2 separate regions of the Hordeum vulgare genome follow, and region 2 is linked to region 1. The links are chromatin contacts, called in public Hi-C maps. All regions are on one chromosome and are shown on one strand. The core of a region is the stretch at or near the end of the contact, and the rest is flanking DNA. Distances in the headings are between cores, read along the strand shown. Region 1 has its middle 140 kb from the start of LOC123443146. Region 2 holds the start of LOC123443148 (transcription factor PCF5).

The links. A called contact is a pair of places that touch in the nucleus more often than the background predicts.
Region 2: a contact with region 1 is called in a Hi-C map of leaf, with 2.9 times the contacts expected there. The contact joins the promoter of LOC123443148 here to the enhancer-like site in region 1. A contact is called at or near these places in 2 of 6 Hi-C or Micro-C datasets (leaf and seedling) and 1 of 1 datasets of contacts at active chromatin or transcription factors (embryo).

Annotation. Positions count from the first base shown.
Region 1 is chr3H:105,979,364-105,984,605 of MorexV3_pseudomolecules_assembly, reverse strand. No RefSeq gene overlaps it. Among protein-coding and RNA genes, the nearest start is that of LOC123443146, 140 kb to the right of the region's middle. Within about 2 kb of position 2,850, at least 2 of the 3 cell types and tissues checked have open chromatin away from gene starts, as enhancers often do. A contact at or near this core is called in leaf, where this site is marked.
Region 2 is chr3H:106,438,673-106,443,914 of MorexV3_pseudomolecules_assembly, reverse strand. It overlaps LOC123443148 (transcription factor PCF5), which reads right to left and starts at 2,752. Exons shown (of 3, transcript XM_045119432.1): 1 at 2,458-2,752; 2 at 526-2,350; 3 at 1-400. The coding sequence starts at 1,986. The coding sequence ends at 619.

The sequences.
Region 1 (5,242 bases), core at 1,601-4,100:
GGTGCGTCGTATGAGATCGTTTCTTTAGTGGTTTGCACCTATGAGTGGGAACAAAACTTATTAACACACATTCTCTTGTTTCTTCTAAAGTTCTTGCACGAACCTTCGATGGACATCCTTCATCTTCGTTCTCACACTTGCATGAACCTTCGACGCAAATTTATGTCGGAGTCTTAAACATAATATGGTCTATGGTTCCGAATGGCATAGTCAGACAACCAAACCTTCATGTGAGCCCAATTTAGAAACTTCACTCCTTTCTTCAAATAAGCATTCCCATCCTCGTTCTCCTCCCTTGGTTTGCCTGGATCGGGGCAAGGTGTTGGCTCAATCGTCGTGTTTCTCATGCCACCATCAACTACGACTTTATGTGCAAGGCTGAGATCTCAAAAAAGTGAATTCTTTTTTCCAAGACGGTCAACTCAAATTTAATTTGTTTTTCCTCCTTCATGAATCCATCCTCATCCAATTCTTCCCCAGGACCTTCGTCATGTGAGTCATACCCATATAGAAGCCTAAAAGGCAACTTACGATCCATCTACTTTTGCACTATGTACGCATCCAAGTCACCAACATCAATACCATGAAACCCTTCATCTAGCTCTACCAAATCACCATCGCCATCGTCTTCAATTACTTTCTCATTAGCAATCACATCAACTTCATTTGCTTGGCTAGTTGGTGGTTGTCTAAAAGATTGAGGGTCATACAATTCAACCTCATTTTCTTGGCTAGTTGGTGGTTGGATATAAGCATTGGATGCATCTATCACAATCGTATGCTCAACAAAAGGCACACTTGTCCTCTCGGTCATTGGGGAAGAGACACGCCGATGCAAGTCAATTGCAAACCGAGGAGGTTAAACCTTGGTAGCAAACAATTCAAGTGACCCGTCTTCTGATTGGGCAACTTTTTCCAGGTACACATCCCAATGCAAGTAAGAGGTGACAGGCATACTTTTGAAGCGAGATTTGACTCAAACTACAACATCACACCTTCCTATTAACTTAACACCATCATTGAGGTACATCCGCTCTAAGACACGTCTCACTTTTGCGACAACCTCATCATAGATAGGGCTCGTATAAAAACAATTGATTGTTCATCTGCGTCGGCATTGTTAATCAAGAATGCCTCCTTGTCCATATAATGAACATTAAGAAGTCTCCCCATCTAAAGACAACTTGAATGAATTAAACTCATCAATGACAATTGTTGGTTGTCTAAAAACAATACATTATACCCAAATCATATCAACACTAAATTGTTAATGATGTTCATAAAATGACATTAATTAAGATACACTAACTAATGTTTACCCTAAACACTAATTAACCATCCTAAACCACAAACTTTCTACTCATGAAGCAAATATTTCTACTACAACAAGCTCATCCCTATTACCAAATATAAAGAAGATACTCACACACGCCAAAATTAGGGGAAAAGCATGAACTAGGATTTCTTCAAGATGTAAAAAATCTAGCAAAATAACAAGATTTGACCCAAAAAAAATTGGATGATTCAAGAAATATTATCACAAGCAACAAAGTGATGGAAGGATCCACCTAGGGAAGCATCTTTTGGGGAGGATTTGATGGGGGGAGGGGAGCTTGAGGTGTTGGAGAGAGGGGAAGAGCGGAATGAAAGGAGCAAGCTCGCGCTGGATTGAGAAGAGTGAGTAGGGTTGGTCCCATCCACTCTCTCGTGGGATACTTCACTTAACGCCAAAGCCCATGGCCCAGACGTCAAAGATGTTGGCGTCATGAAAGCGAGATTCGAATTTTTTTTTGAATGCAAGGTTAATTCCGAAATTAGTTAGCCCTAAAGGTCAAAACACAAAAATGTCCCATGATGGATGATCACTTACGATCATCATACCCGGCCCTAGGCGTAGCTATGTGTGTAGCCTGTGAGGGAATGATGACAAGCAGAGTCACCGGTGAAGCTAGGGCCGCATGCATATGCATGCACCTCGACCGGCCAGCCAGGCGCGGGTTGCTGCAGCATAGCTCTGCAAGCATGCTGAGAATGCCTTTCCTGCATGCCGCAGCTAGCACTGCCACTGCGCTGTAACGCCGGGAGGTAGCCAGCCAGCTAGTAGCTAGCTAGTGTGTGCAGCGATCATCGGTTGGCAGGCGCTCTGGCCCGGCCGGCATCGATGATGAACGTCACGATCTGTGCCTCCTGCGGCTCCATCTCTTCTAGCCGCTAGCCACTCTGACAATCTAGCCGTAGGTAGGGTGACGATCTACACATGCGGCGCACGAGTAGTTCGCTTTCCCCCTCCCTTGTGCACGCCATCTTTTTATGCACTCTATTGAATTTGTGCTTCATTCAAAAGTTCGAACCGATTCACAGAGGCGGACGATATATTTCAACATAATTCGGACCGCACCTGCTGGTCACGAACCACGGCACTTGCCTCTCAACTCCATAGGCTTTGTTCAGTTGTTGCATGCGTGATTGCACAAAATGCATTGCCATCAGGATTTGTTTGCGTGGCTGCTCAGCTAGGGCATGTGCAGATGGGCTCCGGCTCCGACTCCTGGGTACTGAAGCGCAATCGCGCCTCTATATGCTATGCATGTCGATGACAGGCCCAACGGTACCTGACAGCAACTGTAGTCTTTGACTCTTTAATTGGTTGATTTCTGCTTCTATCCAGTGATAGGCGCGGGCACAACAAGATAGCGAATCTGGCAATATTAGTGTGACAATAGATATCCGATCGGGTGATCGGTCGACGTGTGGTGACGACGGAAACGTCCGGAAGGGTAGCTGGATCAACCAACTGATGGGCACGGTCTCAACGCGATTGTCTCAACGGCCAGAAACCTCTACGACTGACACGTCGCTTTACACGGCGGCCGGTCGGTGTGAACGTCAAGGAATAAAAGTTCGATCGAGATGCGCTTGAGGTGGCATCTCTGGCGACCAATGATTTGTGACCATGATCATTGATTTCAATAGCGTAGCGCCGTACTGGCTGCCACAGAGAACAGTAACTCGCACTGGTGACTTAAGGCACAGTGTACCGCATGCAACCAGTTTTCCTCATGCAAGTCGATTATTTGAATGGTGCATAGTGCTGTACAGCATGGGTGTTATCTTTTGACAAATGTGAAACTTTGCGTCCTGTTATTTTATGCATTTACAAAGTACTTGGTCACTTCATATTGGTTTTCGCTAGTAAAAAACGGGCCTATAATTTCGGTTGTTAAGGTTCTATAGTTCCGGTTGATAAGGGTCGATAGTTCGGGTTCAGCAACCGGAACTATTAACTTGGGGCTAAAGACCGCTTAGTCTCGGTTTGTCATGACCGGGATTAATACACTTCCACGTGACTGACACCAAGCGTGGCGTGTCCGGAATCTTTAGTCTCGGTTGGTAACACCTACCCGGATTACAAGCTTTGATGATTTGGGGTTCTGGGTTTATTGTTTATTTTTGCTTTTCATTTTTTGTTTTCCATTTAATTTTTTTTCATTTAGAACATATCCTACGCTAGTACATACCGTACACATTATGCATATATCATATGATTTCTCATAGGACCAATCATATATCATAAAATTTCTCATATGACCATGCATGCATATTATAACACACACACACACATACACACACACACATATATATATATATATATATATATATATATATATATATATATATATTTGGTATATACAATTTCTCTTACAACTTGTGGATCAATTACATGCATGCATTAATTGGTGAAGTGATATTCTTCGTTGGGATCTATGACCTGCTCCAGCAAAAATCCTGAAATTTCCTTTTGAAGTGCTCGTATGCGTTTCGTTCGGAGGAGTTCCTTCCGCTTCTCCGATATCTTTTAAAGAAGGAGACCAATATGAATATTTTATATGTGCATATATATATTAGACCATGATATAAAAATTGTGAATATTCTTTACGCACCTCAAGATTTCCTGGATTTTGACCCGTTCGGTCATAAAGCGAACGTTCTCGCAAACATAGTACGCACATAGATTATTCCCCGGTTCCTTCCGCATGCAATACTTTACGAGAATAGAATCCAGTCACATAATAATCAAACATTATAATGGTATTGAAACTAGAACTAAAGAGATGCGCGAACGTAGCTAGTACTACTTAATTACCCTGGACGGTGTCCATCGCAGCTTTGGTTTTCATTCACCGCGAACATTCTTGATGAACAGGCTCCAAACCCTGTCCGACAAAGAAAAAGAATAAAAGTAGTCATTGATTAATTGATATCAAGAAATGAACTAAAGAGGCCGACATAGTGCGATATTGATTGAAATTACTGGTTGAGAATCAACTTCAGGGACATGTACTCGTCCTCGTCTTTTCTTAGTGAGTCCAGTGCGTGAACATTTCCCTCGTCAACTGTAATGACTAGCAGGATCGAGTGGAATCTGCGTTGTATAAGCGGGCATGATTGCACCTCATCAAGCACTATACGTAAACTTAACATCGACCGGGTATGCAAAATAGAATTTATACTACAAGAGAGTAACACTCACCTAAAGTTGCAAGGAAATAATATTTTTGCATTGTGACTTAGTACCTCCAAAAACCAGACAAGTTCTCCTGTGTATATTTTGGGAATTCTATTACCGCCTTCTCATAAATGTATTTGGGTCAATGAAGCCAATATCATATCCCCCATCTTTTTTCATTTCAAACATCTTCATTCTGCATAACACCACACACAAAAGAATATAGTGAGGATAATTAAAGGCAAATGAACGAGCCGATGAGCTAGGGACTTGAATTAGACAAAGAAATTACTTACACACAATAGCCACTGACGAGAGATTTGTCGAGTGCGTCTTGATTGTATAACTGCCAAAATTCTGGATTGTCAATCCATAAATCTTTTTCATTGAAGAAATGCTCTGCCTTGACTTTCACCATGAGGCATGTACCCTGAGTTCTGCTTCCTTCACGTACCAGCTATGGAGTGTGTACATTTTCGTTCATAGCTGCTTGACAAGCTCAGGCCTGACTAGAGGTTTCTTTGGTTGAAATGTCCATACTAGTTGGTTATCCCCTTCCACCATGGGAATGTTCTCGTTGCCTAGGAGTTGTGCAACAGTGACACCGGCCTCTCTAGCCATCTCTTTAGCAACATCGGGATCGATTACGAACTCATCGGTACCCACCTTGAGCGTCGGGATCGATTGCGCTGCCTGTTCTCCTAGCTGGGGAATGGTTTTCCTGCTTCTTTTAG
Region 2 (5,242 bases), core at 1,503-4,002, 460 kb before region 1:
AGAAAGATGGAGTGATAGACTCCTCTCCCTATCCATCACCCATTTATAAGTTTGACAACAACATCTAGTAGTAACATGCATACAGCAACAAGTGAAAGAAAGAACGCAATCGAGCTTTGACCTACAGCAAACTACAACATCAACTACACCTAATGCAACGCAACAGAGAGGCTGGCTGGCTGACCAGATAGCTATGTCGCTGCACTTCTCACAAGCCTAATTCTAAGAAGCTCCGAGTGATCTTGAAGCAAAAGCCAATGACACACGCAGCAGAAGAGATGGAAAACCAACCAACCAACCAACCAGCCAGACGTAGAACCAGTTCCTGATTTTGCTCCTCCTAGTTGCAATCGATCGCCAGCTCCTGTGAAGAAGCGGCATCGAATTAGCTTTTCGCACCCTGCAAGAGGATGAAGAACCAATCAGGAATCGCCTTCAAGGAAGGGTCGACGGCAATGCAGTAATGGAGAACAGGCAGAATTATGGTACAACAGTACAAGTCAGTTAGGACATGAGAATTCTCACAGTGATGCAAGTGGAGGAGCTGATGGCGGATGTCGTTACTGGTACGCTGTGGAGGTTGGTGGTGAAGTCATCTGTCGTCCACTGCTGCTGCTGTCAGTGGCGGGAAGCCGAGGAAACGGACGGCGGCTTGTCGCCATTGCCGCCGCTGTGCTCCTCGTTGCCCTGCATCCTCGCGGGGACGCGGAACCCGGAGAAGCTGACGCCGGGCCCGAACCCGATGGCCGACACGGAAGGGTTCAAGCCCCCTTGGTGGTGCTGCTGCTGCATCGGGTTGTTGTCGTCAGCTTCGACGGTCTCCGGCCATCCTCGGTCGGAGGGCTGGTTACTGGACTGAAGGGGTCCCCTCTGGAAGAAGAACTGGCTCTGGCCACTCAGCGCCGCCTGCATATGCGCCGCCTGCTGCGACACGTTGAACAGGTAGCCGCCGGTGCTCCCGCCGCCTGGGTCGGGCACGTTCCACGGCATCATGCGCTGGCTCGGCGCCTGCTCGGCCCACATGGCGCCGCCGCCGCCAAATGAGTAACTGGTCGCACCGGGGAATAGTGCCTGCTGGGCGGTGCCGTTGCCGTCGTGGCCATCCGACCGGTGCTGCTCCTGCTGCTGGTGGTGGTGATGAAACATAGGGTCTGGTAACGGCTGCAGCGACAGCCGGAGTTCCTGGCTCTGGCTGCCGGTTCGCGACAGGAGGTCCGGGGTGTAGCCTTGAAAACCCATGGCCGACGAGTGCGCAGCCACAGTGGACGACGACGGCTCCCCGCCCGCGGTCCCGCCCATGGGGAAGAACGACTTGATCGTGTCCGCGATGGAATCCGAGTCGAGCGACGGCGGGAGGAAGCTGATGCCGCCCGTAGCTCCTCCAGCGCCACCAGACCCGGCGAAGTCGAACGACGAGTGCGCGATGGTGATGGCCTGCGCCTGGTCGTCCGAGTTGTCGGCGGAGTCAGGCTGGGTTGAGGAGGACGGCGGCGCGGCGGCATTGCTGGCGGCAGGGGCGACTGCCGTGGGCTGCCAAGCGGGAAGGGTGTCGAGGTTGTCGATGGCGTCCTTGGCGTTCTTGATGAGCCAATCGACGGCCTTGCTGGGGCGGTCGTAGCCCAGCCGGTCTTGTACGTCGTAGAACTGGATGGCCGTGTGCGCCGACAGCCGCACGCGCCGGTCGCGAGGCCCGCGCGCCGTGCAGACCTTGCTGTGACGGTCTTTCCGCCCCGTGGAGCGCACAATGTGCCCTCCCTGCACTGCCACGATCTCCCCGCCTCCGCCGCCCCTCACCCGCGCGGGCGTCGCCGGCACCATCTCGCCGCCTCGTCCTCCTCGCGCCCGCGTCTGGGATGCCGGGGGCGGCTGCGCCTGCGCCGTGAACTGATGCATGTGATGGTGGTGGTTCCCGGCGCCTCCGAAAGACAGGAGCTGCGTCTGGAGCCCGTGGTGATGATGGGAGTGGGACTGGCCGGCGTCGCCCATGGGCGCGAGAAGGGCATACTCGGCGGACGAGCCCGGCTGCCTCACGGACGCGGCCTGCAGGTGCGAGAGCTGGAAGACGGGGGCGGGCGGAGGTTCTTGGTCCTGCTGCACTTCTTGGTGCAGCTGCAGCAGCCGGTAGTGGTGGTGCTGTTGCTGCTGCTGCTGCTGCTGCTCCTCATCCGCAGCCTCCTGTTGCCCGCCGCCGCCGCCGCCGCCGCCGCCGCCGCCGCCTCCTGCGCCGTCGCCTCCGTGAGGACCCCGGTGGTGGTGCCTCGGATCCAGATCCCCCGGCTGGAGCTTCGCCTCCGCTACTGCTGCTGCTGCTGCTCCAATGCGCGTCCATCCAGCTCGCCGGATCCCATAACTAGGAGGAAAAAGAAATAGAAAAAACCATGAGAAAAAGAATCAAGAAGAGGAACGCGGAGGGTGCATGACGGAGGGAGGGGGAACAGTGGTGGGCAAGGGACTGACCCAGGGGAGGAGAGGAGTGGGGGACTGAACTAGAAGCAATCTGATGGATTGGACATCACATTTTAGGAGGGGGGACGGCGGCGGGGGGGAGGGAGGCAAAAGCTTTTGCTGCTGCTGCTGCCTTCTTTCACTCTCTCTCCTCTTGGGCTTGTGTGTGTGTGTGTGTGTGTGTGTGTGGGAGCTTTGGAGAGCAGGAGGCAGAAGGGAGGCAGGAAAACAGGATGATAAGAGCAGGATTTGGGATTTAGTGAGGAGAGAGGGTCTGTTTCCCTCCTTGCTGCAGCCGCCGCTCCCTGTCAATGTGCGTATGCGTGTAGGCGCAGGGGAGAAAAGAGAGAGCTTTTTTTTTTTGGTAGGGAGGAGAGACACTGCTTGCTTGCCTGCTAGCTTGCTCAGCGGTCTGGGAACATCCGAACTGAGCCGAGTGAGGGCTGCTGGAGCCCAAGGAGTGATTGAAAGCCAATTTGGGGGCTGCTGCTCCAGTTGGATGTGCAGGATTTGCTTGTGTAGCCGGTTGCTTTTCTAATTTCGGGAAATGGTTAGAGACATGATATGTTCTCTTCATGTGGTGAAAAATTTACAGCCTGCTCTTTCTGTGATTGCTGTACGCCCACAACTGCTGGCTATAAAATTCCTCCAACCAACGAGGGCGGAATAAACGATTCGAAATACTAATTGTGAAACTGCATATATGCGCTTGTACGATTGTGCATTTGGCCCTTTTTAAAGTGTCGATTGAGTGTTGCGGCTGTTTTGAAATGCTTCTGTTCCTAGAAATAGGTGGTTCGTCTTGTTTCTAGCCCCACCTTGCTAAAAGTGTTGTTACCAAGATTTTGATCCCTCCTTTCCCAGCAAAAATAATGGCATTTTCTCATTTTGAAGATATAATAATAATGGCACTCTTGTTGGGCATGTTATGTGAAAAAATCCGGTCATTCCTAGTTTAGTTTCATGCCAGAGCATATTCACCGGCTCCCCGTTCCTTAATAAGTTTTCTGTATTGAAGATTGTCAAAATTGCGTTTCAACGGTTTCTTCTCTCCTTTCGCGTAAATAGGACTCTCATTTCGACGAATGAAATCGAGGGGGAACATTGTCCTTAACCATGTCTCGGCGTTCTTAGACACGTACGATGTTTGGAACATCCCTCTAATAAATGAACATTTTTAGAGAGCCGATGTATGGAGTATCTAAAAAATTATTGTACCTCTTTTATATAAATAAGAATGTTGAACCCAACAAGAAGCAAATAGAATTGGTTGGTGGAAACTTGTAAAAAATCATAATAAAAAGGTATAAAGATTGTTTGATGATTTGTTTGATCACACAAATAATTGTAAGTACATAATTTGTGACAAAGGTACAATATTTATAAAAATGACCCAATCCTTAATTATGCTAAGGACATGCCAGTTGTATTACCTGTAGGGATCAAATCCCTCTCGAGCACACACGGGGATTTCACCAAGTTGCTTTCATCTAGTTCACTTGAGTTAACATTCATTGCTTTGTTAATTGTTGTGTGGTGAAACATATATTATTGTGATGTCCTTACTTGAACAAACAATAGAGTAATTAAAATAACATCTAACCATAACATTACAAGGTTCCAACGACCACCTCACATAGTAGTTCACAAACTTAGGATTTGGTAATACATTTCACTCCAACTCCCCATGATAACTAAACTAATCAAAAAAGCTCTCCTTTAGGCTTAATGATGAAGTGATATGAAGTCGACATCCACACATCATCACTAGTGAATTACACCACAACATAAGATCAAAACATTGAACTTTGTTCAAGTTCACATGATTACTGGAAACAAGGTTTATTTCATGTCCTTGAGAACACAACGAAGAACATACCATAGTACACACAAGACATCATATGGATCATGATCAATGAAGATGATAATATGATTAACAAACTTCAAATACAAACCTTTCACGAGTTAAACATCTAAGCATTCGAAAGAAGAATTAAGACAAATCTAATCCTACCATTAAACATGTGAATCCAAATAAGCCCCTCATGAAGCAACACATAAACTGGGGTTTAAGCTTATGTCTCTCTCACGACCCATCATATCTTTGTTCATCCACAATGACTTCCCTTAAGCCCATAACATTGTGAAGCGTCATGTAGTGGACATTCGCATGACACCACTTAGAGAAGTATCAACATACATATCATCAAAATATCGAACGAATACCAACTTTATATGATTACTCATAACAAGACTTATCTCATGTCCTCAGCAACAATAGTTACTACTCAAACCTCATCAACATGTCCAAAATCAGAGGTGTAATAATGATAATTAAGGATCTAAACATAATATCTTTCACCAAGTAATCCAACAAGCATCAACTACACGATGTAATCAACAGAACTAGTGACCCATAGGTACCAATCTGAGGTTTTGAGACAAAGATTGAACAAAAGAGATGAACTAGGGTTGGAGATGAGATGGTGCTCGTGAAGATGTTCAAGAATATTGGCCCTCCCACGAAGGAGGAAGCGCTGGTGATGATGATGGCTTCAATTTCCCCCTCCTCGAGGAAAGTTTCCCCGGCAGGATCTCTCTACCGGAGAGCAAAAGGGCCACTACATAGGTTTCCACCTCGAGACGGCGATGCTTCGTCCCGAAAGGTTGCTTATGATTTTTTCTAGGTCAAAACACACCATATAGGAGAACAGGGACGTCATCGGGCAAACAGGTGGCCCACAAGGCATGAGGGCGCAGCCAAGGGGGTGACCGCACCCTCTTGCCTTTTGGACAA